Regions from separate parts of the Gossypium hirsutum genome. Here region 1 is linked to region 2. Evidence: chromatin contacts called from public Hi-C data. All regions are on one chromosome and are shown on one strand. The core of a region is the stretch at or near the end of the contact, and the rest is flanking DNA. Distances in the headings are between cores, read along the strand shown.

Region 1 (7,056 bases), core at 4,342-6,841, 86 kb before region 2:
GACATGGAAGTAGGTAAGCAAATTAATTTATCATATTATGTTGACATAAATTAATCAGTCAAATGAACAATTTTAATTAATGAAAATTGTCATCGATAGTTGATATTAACTTTTGCAGCTTCTGGTATTTTAAAAAATAGTAGCTATATGTCCAAAAAGAACAATAGTAGCTAGAGTGATGATTTTGTTATGCACTATGGAATAGACCCATACATTTTTCCAATTCTTTAGTGCAAAATAGGAGATTATTTTAATTTTATAAATTCATAGAATTGTATATTTTGATTCAGACGCGAAAATTAAATTAAGTTTAAATTTAAATCAATCTTATTTTTATCATGAAAAATTAATAAATAAAATTTGAAATGATTTGAATAAATACCTCGAAATTATAAAATAGGATGTATAGTAAGAAAGTATAGTAAGGAAGAGATGTATTATAGGTAGGAATAGCATTGGATTCCCAAAACCCTCTTTTCCTTTAAGAAGAGCGTGGGTTGAAGAAAAAGATAAGGGAGAGAAAGGGACTGAAGTGAAGTGAGATCGCCTTGTGATGAAAAGGTGGCTCAAATATCAAAAGGTAGGAATCCCAAGCCAAGGATGCCCCAACATGCACATTAACCTATATATACATAAATTTTTATATATAGTGATGCATATGCTCCAATTTTTGTTCCACACGTAGGCCTTCCCTCTTTTCCTTTATTTATTCGTTTATTTTTGGTTGTATTTGAACATGGCATCAAAGAATATTTTCTCCAACCAAAAATATGGTTCAATAGCAACAAGATTTGTCATTTCATTCACACTCAAAAGGAAAAGGAAAAGGGAAATGATTTTCTTTTAAAGCTATATATAAATCAATAATAATTTCAAGGAAAACTCTCGTGTATGATAAAATTCGAACATAACCTCTACAAATATCGAAAATAATTAAACCTATAAAATAAAAACCAGAAAGAGCAAGATTGTAGCCTTGACTATATATGCTTTTAGGTTTAAGTTGAAGAATATGTTGACCAACAATGCAGATAAATCTTGGCATTGACAAAAAAAAAATCATGTTTACGAAATGGATAAATTATCCCTGACCATACTCATATATCTTATAACGATAGAAAATGGTAGAAAGTGATGTGTACTCTTTGGTCTTTCTTTTTCTTTTTTCAAACTTCTTGTCTACTTTTTGCTTAAGTCTTAATTTTGATTTATCTAATTAATAGTGAGGGTTTGGGGGCGGGGGGGGGGGGGGTAATGGCGTATATGCTACACAAATCTTAAATTGGGGCCCTTGAAAAGAAAAAAAAAAGAGAGATTAAAATTGGTAATTAGCTTATAATCAATTGGTCTATTATTATGGGACAGTGCACAAACAACAAGACAAATTAATATGAAGTTATTGAGAAAAGAAAAGAAAAAAAAATAAAAAAAAAAAATAGAGAGCTTTGCGTTGTATTCTATCCAAAAAGGCAATTCACCGGCAAAAGTATGTCTTGTCCCCATAGACTAACTGCTTTTCTTTCCGAAAAAACAGTAAGGCCAACCGACCAAAGGGAAAATTTATTGGATAAATTCACTAGTAGTCTTCTAATTTTTAGTAAATTTCTTTTTTATCACTCAACTATGAAAAAATATAAAATAATCATTTAATTATTCAAATCTTTTTTCACCCTTATAACTTAATTGCTTCTAAAATTAGTATATAACAACTTTAACCCTCAATAATCATATATTATATCAATTTAGTCTTGATTCAAAAAAATTAACCCTTTAACATAAAGGTATCATCAACATACCAAAAATCATGGTTTGCACATGATAGAAAAGACTTATTCAACGTTGTTCAAGTACTTGGGCAGATGATATTAATAACAAAAGTTCAGCATCTGGTAAAATTCTAGCCTTTGGTGGAAATCCCATCTGCTAATCATTGTTGCACGTTCCTCTAATGAGATAGAGTATAGGGTTGTCAATTCAGTACTAGTTGAAATAAATAGAGTCCAAAAGTTCCTAGATGAATCGCATGTCTCACTACCTGATCCTTCAATAATCTACTGTCACAATGTGGGTGCTACCTACTTGTGTCAAAATTTGGTTCTTCATAGCTAGATGAAACATATTGTACAAATACTTGTTATTTTCATTATAGTTTTTACTTATTTGAATAAATCCGAATTCTTAAGTAAGGTAATATTAATTTTGACTTCATCTATGTTGATTTAAATATTAAAGATAAGTTTCAATATTTTCAAAGCTCTGCTTTCATCTTTAAAAAACATCAAACATTCAAATTAAATCAATCTTTTTTATAAAAATTATACGCAAATTCAATCAATTACCCATAAGACATCAATAAAGATTAAAGTAAATTTGAAATCATTTTATGATGTAAAAGATTTATAAGTAAGATTGTTCTAAAGCAATAAGTAAGATTAAAATGAAAATGTATTTATCATTATTAAACAGCCTTGTAAGGAAATCATCCCCATTAAACTCAAAATGATTTGGGATAGAAATATGATAGGTGATGGTTTTGTTATAAAATAAAAGACAGAGAATAAAGAAAATAGGAGAACAAAAAGAGAGATTATTTTATTAATCAATTGGAATAATCTACAATGCTTCGCCAAAGTCTATATTTATAGATATAAGAAGTATAAATGAAATAAAATTCTATCTCTAATTACAATTAGAGTACTTATTTTAATGTTGATAAAATGATTTGGAATAGAAATATGATAGGCCATGGTTTCAATTAAAGAGGCTTTAGTCCTCTCTCATTTAACTTTTAACCCATGTATCTCTTTAATTTTTTTCTTTTTCAGCAAAATACCCTTTATTTGAATGTAAAAAGATCCATCATGGACCCTTTCTATAGAAAATGGGGTAGTAAAAGTGTTCAACTTTTTTCATGCCAAAACAAATTAACCTCAGATTTGGATTAATTAAAAAGAACGTAAAACCAAACTTATCAAACAAATTAAAAACTTGTGAAAAAGTACTTTACCACTCAAAACTATATATTAAAGCATCAAAGCTTTTATGTTTTTGTACCATTGTTTAATATGCTTAGATGTACTACTTATATCAGGAACATCATTTACTTGATAATTTGGACATGTAAGCTCAGTTAAAGTAAATTAAAACATTCAAGGGTAAATCAAATCAAACAAAAAGTATATATTCAAATTTTCATATTATGAAAGGAATACATTAGGGTGTTCAAATAGCCAATTTGGTACATAGACATAACTTTTATTAAATCATTTTTTTCTCGAGCCGTACGAGGAGAAAATTTCTTATACGTTTCTAGGAGGTATTATTTAACTACATCTATTCCAATAAGCCGTTTATTAATTGAATAAAATTCGAAATGTAAAAATTTTTAACCGTTAATCGAATCAAAATTTTTTTCAAATACATTAATTGAATCAAAATATTTCAGTTAATTTGATCGGTTAACTAAAATTTATATGTTTTTATCTTTTGGTTAAAATAAGTATAAAATATATAAAAAAAATTACATTGCTAACGTTCATTTTCTTTTTTTTAATAGTTCAAAAAAATATATTATATATAATATATAACTTATTTTGATTAATATAAAAATAATATTTCAAAAAATACATTGCTAATATAAAAAATATTATATATAATATATATTATTTATTTCGATTAATCTAGTAAATTACCCGATAACCGAAATTTCAAAATTTCATTAACTGACCTCCGACAGAACTAAATTCAGCCATCGAATGATTAATCGAATTAGATCGGTTCGATAGGTTAATTCGGTTTTAACTGAACTATGAACACCCTGGAATACATAGAGTTGAACATAGTGAAATAATAAATTGAAATATTTCGGTGAAATTGTTCGTCTGGAAATTTCCTAAATAGGTAATCATTGGTTCGTCTCTCCATTGGAATAATAGGGCTTTTATGCTCATTACTAAACTTGTTGAAGGGATGAAATATAACCAAAGAATATTTTTTTTAATAAGAGGTTGAATCAATCATTAAAAAAAGAATTCAACCAAAAATTAAAATACATTATCAGAAAATAAAACTTGGAAAGTTATCACTTTTCTGAAAATTTAATTGGTGAAACAACAATTATCGCGTCTAGTATACTAAAAAGTATTACTTTCCCTCATACCATGGAATGAGATTCTTTTCGATAGTAGTAGGAAATTAATTTTCTCAATTTTCATGTAATTAGAAAATCATAATTTATTTTGAGATAAAAAAATTTTTCTTATTTATTTCATTATGTTTAAAGAATACTTTTAACCACAAAGTCACAAAATTATTTAATTTTAAATGCTATCAATTTAAATTATTTTTAAAAATTTTAATTATATATTAATTTTGAGATAAATGAATATCATTACAAATGTTAAAATTAATAAAAAATGGCATTTTATTTATGGGTAATTTTGAAATTTATTATCACATTCCTAGTAAAATGTTTAGTCAACAAAACACATCAATATAACTTTACCGAAATTTAAATTTGTAACCTTTTACATTTCCGGTAATCAAATTCCCCAAAAAATTGCATTCCACATTGTAATATTACAAATGAATGTTTGAGGGTAAAATTAATGATCCAAAACCAGTAAGGAGTAATTTAGTTGGTTTAATTGAAGAAAGGACTTTTGTTTTGGGATCATCTAAACATAAATTACACCAAACGTCCTAAATTACTGTTTAGATAGATGACTTAAAGCACATCGATTAAATACTTATAAAACACGCGCGTATTCACAAAATAAACAACTTTCATCTAACATGTTAAAAATTTTTAACAATCTCAAAAAAATTTAGAAGGATTATTTCATTTTTTTTAATAAGTCAAGATACACGTATTTACAATTAGATTCATGTGTTTTAAATATGTTTCAAGTCAAATTTGAGTTGGTATGGCTAAACTAACTAAATGACCTAATTGATATGATATTGATATTTCAATATTTTGATTAAAATGTTTGTAAAATTCATGGCCAATTTGTAATACGAACAATAGTCTGAGAATGTTGACGCAATTAAGCCTTAATGTATGTTTAAAATCATTTTGTAGGAGAAATTAGGCTCATTTATCATTTTATCAAACATATACAAAAATATATGGCAAATGACGAAGAGCCCACCGCAGCATTAAGCTTACTAAGCTTAATAAGAGGCTAAAGCAAAGAAAAAAAAAGGAAACATGTTATGATAAGCTTATTGAATATTTAGCAGGTAATCATTCATATATTTCTTTTATGTCGAGGTATGGTAGCTTATAAAATTCCCATTTATTTTTTTTATTTTTTTGAGTTAAAAAAGTAATAAATATTGAATGAATATTTTATACTTAAAAAAATTAAATTTAAAGAAAATATTATTACGAAGAGAAACTACCAACCTTACAATATTTAATTTTCATGAATCAGAAGATAAATATAAAAATAATATCTTAAATTGTGTTAAAAAAAAGGCATAAAAGTAGATGTGGCACATGTGATGGCAGCAATTGATTGGGTGATGGGAGTTGGCATGATGTGGAGTTTCATCAAAAGAATATGAAAAGGAAGTAAGACCCACAGCGGCCATTGGGCAGTGGCTCCTCTTCTCATCGCATATCAATCTCTTTGGGAACTTGGGCCTATCCCATTCTCTCCCACCATTAAAACGCCATTGATCTTTTGTATTTTTGTTTGGATTTTCATTCATGGATTAGTGGAATTTATCATTGCGTCTTGAGCTCTTTATGTATCCCTTTTGCCTACAAAATAGCAGTGCATGCATTTAGAGATCTACCATTGCCCCTTTCAATATTGCATATTGTCCTTTACTCCATCTTCGCCTATATTAACTTATTAACGACTAATGCTATAGTAACTATCATTTTCCCTCTAACTAATATTTATTTTTACTTATAATTAAAATTTCATAATATTTTATTCATAAAAATAATAAAATCAAAGCTAAATTATAGTTTTAGTCTCTCTATTGTGCTCAAACTTGAGATTTAATTCTCACTTTAAATTAACATACTTTAGTCACTTTTACTCTCTCTCTTTTTTTTTGTAGAAAAAAAAAACTAGAACCAATTACAAAATTATTCCAGTGCCATTACATATAAGCCGAACATCCAATTGTAATTGCTCCACGACCACTACCGAAGTCTCCTAGAATGCTATCGGTCCATAAGGGAAAGCTCCTCGTCCCAGCTAGTGTATGCACGGCAACATTGGCTTTTTTAGGAGTCTGTTGCATGACCACCCACCATTGTCTTCTACATAGCTCCTAGATTCTCAAGACCAGATCATTGTTCAAATGCCCATAAGACTTATCTAAAATGGCTTCCAAAGCTTCAGTGCAATCCGTTTTGATAATAATATTAGCCCAATTAGCATCTCTTGCCAGAAGGAGTCCATCCTAAATCGCCCAAAGCTTAGTCTGCTCTACGCTACATCTGCCAATGTTTCTCCCAACTCCCCCACGCCATGTACCAAGGTCATCTCTTGCCACAGTTGTCGCCAAAGCTAACCCTGAGTTAGGATCCCCTACCCCATCCGTGTTCAACTTAATGAAACCCGAAGGTGGAGATTTCCACACTCAACATCGTCTCTTGCTCATGGTGTTATTTGCAGAAATTCCAGGCTTATGTTTGATGGAACTCACCTAACACCACGAGAATTGGAGTATGTGAGATATATTTAAAGCTTCCCCTTGAAACACCCACAAATTCCAACAAATAATGCCGAATAAAGATTGCTAATCAACTTCCGTGACAATTAAATCAAACTCATTCTTCAAATTCATCCAAAGCCACTCCATCAACGAAGCAGAAAAATAATTGCAGCAAAACCCTCGAAGGGATGACCTGCTTCCACACTTCACATGAATTACCACAATCTACCTTTATAATGTCACCAATTAGTCCAAATAGCTAACATTGTTAATATTCCGGTTAAAACACTGAAATAGTTTTTTGTTAAAAACATTTATTCTAGCTCATCATGATTTTTGTTTTTGTTTTAAGGAAAAATATACAACAATATTTTA
Region 2 (6,295 bases), core at 1,193-3,692:
TAAAAGTGTTATAATATATTTATTTATGGAAAAGTTATGAGTAAGAAGTATGGACATAATTTATTTATATGTCCATGCTATATATTATAAAAATAATAAATTTTTTTATTATAACTTATTTATAAAAATAAGTTTCTAAAGTTATGACAAAAGCTTATATTTTTTATAAGAAATGTTATGAAATTTTGAACAATTTGACAAAAACATTCAAGGATTTAAATTGTGGTTGAGAAGACATTTGTTGTTTTGAAAAAAATATTTCTCATATTAACAATATCACCTTAGTATAACATAAAAAAATTAGATCGTTGTATATTTCATAATTTCAATTATAGATGGAATCGAGTTAATCCATACTTTGAAGAATATATAAAAAAAAGAGATCTTAATAATCTAAACGATGTAAATTCAAATTAAAAAAAATCAACAGATGATAATAAAGAGTATATGTTAAATATAAAAGAAGGAATAACTCAAAAAATCAACTAAAACTTTGATAAATAATATTAAAGACGGACTAGTTTAGAAATAAAACATTTATTTCTCTTCCTTATTTAGTTTTGCTATTTATATTTCCAACGAAAAGAAATAAAAGTTTAACCAACATATTTACTTAGATAATAATGAATCAAAATGTCTGCTCAAGCTCCATAAATGTCCACAACAAATTTATATAAATCTTCTCTATCCATCCAAATTATTACTCAAATAAATACCCCAAAGGGTATATTATATTTTATCATTATTGTCCTATCAAATTCCAAAAATAAAAAAAATAAAAAAAAATTTATCGATGTTCATTAAAAAAGGAATATGTTGATGTTTTGGTATTTAGCTAATAAATTTTAGGGGCCTTACGAGAAATTTAAATAAAAAATATAATTTAAAAAATATCAGAATTCAAATTTCAGGACAGGTTCCATTTAAATCAATAACGATAAAACTAATATTTGTTAAAAATTGCTAAATTACGGTTTTAATCATTTTACTATGTTAAAATTTGAAATATAATTTTTAATTTTAATTTAATATGATACCCATTCCTATTTTTCTAGTGTCATTAGTAGATTAAAATTGGTAACATTAATAGATATTCAAGGGTGAAATAAGAAAAAAATTTTAGGGGTTGGAATTAAATTGTATATTTTTATGAGAGTTAGAATGCATTTTATTATTTTAATAACTTGAATATTTATAATTTTTAAAATATTAAATCAAAGTTTTATTATTTTGAGGGTCAAAGTGTAATTTTAACTTTTATTAGATTAAGATTTTGTAAAATATAAATGCCAAACGTGAAATTTTATATTTTAGGAAGGGGCCGAGTGCCTTGCTAGCTTCCCTGGCGGTTGGCACCACCCTGAAAATATTGTTATTAAAATGATAAATTCGATTACATATTCAAAGCCACTTAAAAGTTCAGCCGAACCATTTTTTTCACCTATCACCGTTCACTACTCAATGATGTTTAATAAAAAATAAGTTTACATATTAATAAAATACATTCGTTTTTTTAAAGGACTTAAGTTTTGGTCACTCAACTTTAAAAAGTTACAATATGATCATTAAACTATTTGAAAGTTTTGACAATCAATACGATTAATTAGTACTCACCAACAAGTAGAAGAACATAACTTATATCTAAGTCAATTTGACAATTAGTGTCAGAGATTGAAAGAAAGCTGTTTGGGTTTTCATGTGCAAATTCATGATGTTCAATGTTATTTCATGAGAAAAAATAAAAACTGTAGATGAGAATGAGAATGAGAGCTTTCGACTGGTACAAGCAGTGTGGATAGAGAAGGCCAAACATAAACAATTTTAACAACTCAGTGACTTATATGAAATATTTTTGAAATTAAGTGACTAAAATATAAACTTACTAATAATTTAAAGAAAAGTTTAAATTGAAAAATTACGTGGAGCTAACACTTTACCCTAATTAATAATATTATAAAATAGAAAATCAAATCATACTAAATTAATATAAATAAATTAAATATCAAAATTTAACCAAATAAAAAAAGGGTAAATTATGATAGAGGTCACTTAACTATAGTTTTTTTGTCATCCGACTATAAAAAGTTATAAAATAATCACCTAATTATTAGTAAATTTCTTTTTTCACACCTAACTATTCAATTTATCTTTTTTGATCATCAATTGGTTAATGTAAAAATGGAAATACTAAAAAATTCAAGATAGTTGAGTGACTTGAAAGAAATTTATTAATAGTTGAATGGCTACTTTATAACTTTTCATAACAGAGTAAACAAAAAAGAGAAAAACCATTGTTGAGTGACTTCTAATGTAGCTAACCCAAAACAAGGACTAAAACCATAATTATACCTAAAATCCGATCGATTGGGATAATTCAGGAAATTAAATACATAATTAAAAGAAAAAGAGACATCATTTGAGGTTGTGTGGACTTGTACATCAAAGAAAGGAGAATTCAGTCATTACACAAAAAAGAATGGATTCTCTGGCCATTGAAGGACTTGTACATATATAAAAGAAAGGGTCGCCATTGAAGAAGAGCATACATGCTTGCCACCAATACCAAGCCTTTGTATGATGCACGCGTCATAGGTAAGGCCAAGTCCCCCCCCCTCCCACAACAAGTCCCTCTCACGCGGTTGTTGGGATTCCTCTCTCTATCGACACAAATAAAAAACACCCAAAGCTTCCACTTTCTTTCTCTGCTTTCCTTTGTCTCTGTTTTCTTTCATTTTCTTCTTGTTTTTATTTTCCCATTTAGAGCTTCACATTATCTAAACTTTGCAGTTTGACTGATCCACCAAACAACCCAAAGTTAAGGAGAGCTGTTTTTTTTCAGCTTCCTGTCTTCTTTTAGGACTTCAGAAATGACTATGACTTGTTGAATTGTTAGTCCTATAAAACAAAAAGGAATATTTTTGCTTACTTGAGTGAAGAAGCATTAGTTTATCTCTGATGGGAAACTGTTTATTTTCTTCTACTAGAGTGGATTCCAGCCAAAGCCCCCATGCAACTTCAGGTAACCATTTATTTCCTGTAAAAGGGTATTTGTTGTTTTGGTGGGTTATTGTTTTCTGAAGATTATTTTTGTCTTTTTAGCTCTAAAGGCTTAACTTTTTATGTTGGTTTTGACTTTCTTTTTTTGGGTATATTCCTTTAGTGTTAATTTGTTTTTGTCCTTGTGAAAGCTTATCGCTAATGATTACATTCATTTTATCATTTCTGTTATTGTTGTCCATGGGTTTTTAGTTCTGTTTCAAGGAATAGAGAGCTGCTCAAAGCTAGATTCTTGAGACTGTTCTTCAATTTCTTGAGTTGAGTGTGAGGATTTGTGTCGGTGAATAGATGTAGTTCACTTGAAAATGGTGCTCTTTCTTTTTTCATTTTCACTGAAGTTTAATGAGTTTCGACGTGCAAACTAAAAGGAAGTGTAAGATTGACTTGCTAAGTTTTTGTTTGTAATGTTTAGAGTAGTCATGTGGACATGAATATGCAGGGTTCTAGTGGGTAGAAAATACACTGCAAATTTATGTTTTAAAGGAAATGCAAAAAGAACAGTAGGTGCTTGCTTGGAGTGCTATGAGCTATGCAGTCTGTGGTTTTTTTACCTTAACCATTGTTACAGGATTTTAAAATACGGATGTATGTGTCAAACCTTGTTTGGTTAACTAGGTCAATTGTGACTTCACCATCACCATGTATTGAGGATATCATCTACCATAAACTAGATGTAAAAGAAGTTTGCTTCTAAAATGCATGCTCCATAAATGGAAATATGTGTGTTTTTGTGACGCTAGATAAGTTTAGTTTTGAGTTTGTTTTGCATTTGATATATGATGTTCTCTATTTGAAAACGGGAGCTGAGGAACTTGTTTTTCTCTTTCCAGCTTCAGGAGGCTCAAGAGTTTCCAGCAAAACCAGTCGGTCTTCAGCTCCTTCGAGCTTAACCATCCCATCTTTCAGTGATACGAGTAGTATGGGATGTCTTCCAACACCAAGGACTGAAGGAGAAATATTGTCATCCCCCAATTTGAAGCCGTTCTCATTCAGCGAGTTGAAGAATGCCACCAGAAACTTTCGTCCTGACAGTCTTCTAGGTGAAGGTGGTTTTGGTTATGTTTTTAAAGGATGGATTGATGAAAACACATTAGCTGCTACAAAGCCTGGATCAGGAATGGTTGTTGCTGTCAAGAAGCTTAAACCTGAAGGTTTTCAAGGCCACAAAGAGTGGTTGGTGAGTTTCATTTCTGTAATATTTTTTTTACTCTATCCCTTCTACTTTACTTCTGTCTGCGCACATGCCCTGTTTGCTGATAGTCAGTTGATTTCAGACTGAAGTTGATTATCTCGGCCAACTTCATCATCCAAATCTGGTTAAGTTGATTGGATATTGCTCTGAGGGAGAGAACCGACTTTTGGTCTATGAGTTCATGCCTAAAGGAAGCTTAGAGAATCATCTGTTTAGAAGTAAGTATCACATCCTACGAATATTTTCACGAGTCATCTATTTAAAAGTATTGCGTCCATGAATTATGAGGAAGGTTTTTGAAATCTAATTCCGTTCTATTACGTGTTTGTCATGACTATAATTATTGGTCAGTCCTAAGGAGGTTTCCCATGCAGTTTTGATTCTTAAACAACTGAACAATAAAACATGTAGATATTGTTGAATTACAAGTATTGTGCTTGATGCTACGTCTTGTTTTACAGGAGGGCCACAACCGCTTTCTTGGGTGGTGAGGCTTAAGGTCGCCATAGGTGCTGCTAGAGGGCTTTCCTTTCTTCATGATTTAAAATCCCAAGTCATATATCGTGATTTTAAAGCTTCTAATATATTGCTAGATGGGGTATGCTGAGTAAAAAGCTAATAATTCTGTGCCTTTCAGTATCATGTTTATGGTTGTCCATGTTATAGATTAATGTCTCTGATGGTAATAATTCAATGGATGCAGGAGTTCAATGCAAAACTTTCTGATTTTGGGTTGGCCAAGGCAGGGCCTACTGGTGATAGGACTCATGTCTCAACTCAGGTCATGGGTACTCACGGCTATGCAGCACCTGAATATGTTGCTACCGGTATGAGGTTTTTTGAAACCCCATAATGCTGCTTGCAATTTCTGAAGATTGCTCATAAGTTCTTAGTATCTTAGTTTACTATCAGAGATATTTGTTGCTGAAATAAAAAATTAAATCTTAATCTGGTTGCTGTGAAGGTATCTAAAGTGCAATTGTCTGTTTAGTCATTGGTCCAAAACTAGGATACTTATGTAAAGCAACTATTTTCTTTGTTCTTTCATATGCAAACTGCTTGCATGAAAAAAAGTAGGCACTCAGATAAATTATCTTTCCATGAGATGATTCCTAATGAAGCTTGCATATTATATCTTGTCAGAAGTTACATGTAATGAAGCTTCCATTGTTGAACAGGTCGTTTGACAGCTAAGAGTGATGTATACAGCTTTGGGGTTGTGCTGCTTGAACTGTTGTCTGGACGACGGGCTGTTGATAAAACAAAAGTTGGTATCGAACAGAATCTAGTAGACTGGGCGAAACCCTATTTGGGTGACAAAAGAAAATTATTTCGAATAATGGACACTAAGTTGGGGGGCCAGTACCCACAGAAAAGCGCTTATACAGCTGCTACCCTTGCTTTACAATGTTTAAGTACTGAAGCCAAACTCAGGCCTAAAATGTCTGAAGTTTTGGCAGCATTGGAGCAACTTGAAGCCCCAAAAACCGCATCCAAACACACTCAAGTAGATCAGCAATCAATTCCACTTCCTGTTCAGAAATCTCCGATAAGACAACACCATTCGCCCATGCATCTAACACCCAGTGCATCCCCATTACCCTCTCACAAGCAATCCCTACGCGCATATTGATTCCGTCTGTAAATTTCCTATGCGTGTGTATATCCTTTTTGTTGCTTATGAAATGTAACTTTTGACCTCTTTTTTTTATGCAATTTTGCATTTCATATAACCAATTAGCACCACCCTTGCTTCGTGAGGATTACTGTTTCTCGTTGTTGTATACAGCTGCTTTCTTTGGTGTATTAGTACCTTACTGTCAGTCATGCATATTAATATTAACCTTTTACATGCTAAGAATTTTTTATTATTGTGTGTATGAATTCTGACACAACCAAGCATTTATCCATGTGTTTATGAATTATGGGGTTGATGCACATAATGTTAGTTCTTATTATCTTGCATACAATATCATGAGTTAGGATAATCTTCGTGAAATAAACTAATCATAATTCAGTGTGACCAACAGCAACTTACAAAAAGTT

What was found. A called contact is a pair of places that touch in the nucleus more often than the background predicts.
Region 1: a contact with region 2 is called in a Hi-C map of leaf, with 3 times the contacts expected there. The contact joins the enhancer-like site here to the promoter of LOC107940020 in region 2. A contact is called at or near these places in 11 of 34 Hi-C or Micro-C datasets (callus, hypocotyl, leaf and 1 more).

Annotation. Positions count from the first base shown.
Region 1 is chrA13:18,814,761-18,821,816 of Gossypium_hirsutum_v2.1, reverse strand. No RefSeq gene overlaps it. Among protein-coding and RNA genes, the nearest start is that of LOC107893964, 8.3 kb to the left of the region's middle. Within about 2 kb of position 5,591, at least 3 of the 9 cell types and tissues checked have an H3K27ac peak or open chromatin away from gene starts, as enhancers often do. A contact at or near this core is called in hypocotyl and leaf, where this site is marked.
Region 2 is chrA13:18,726,189-18,732,483 of Gossypium_hirsutum_v2.1, reverse strand. LOC107940020 (probable serine/threonine-protein kinase PBL3) reads left to right here and starts at 2,442. Exons shown (of 6, transcript XM_016873427.2): 1 at 2,442-3,019; 2 at 3,888-4,234; 3 at 4,332-4,467; 4 at 4,711-4,847; 5 at 4,953-5,076; 6 at 5,428-6,117. The coding sequence starts at 2,956. The coding sequence ends at 5,882.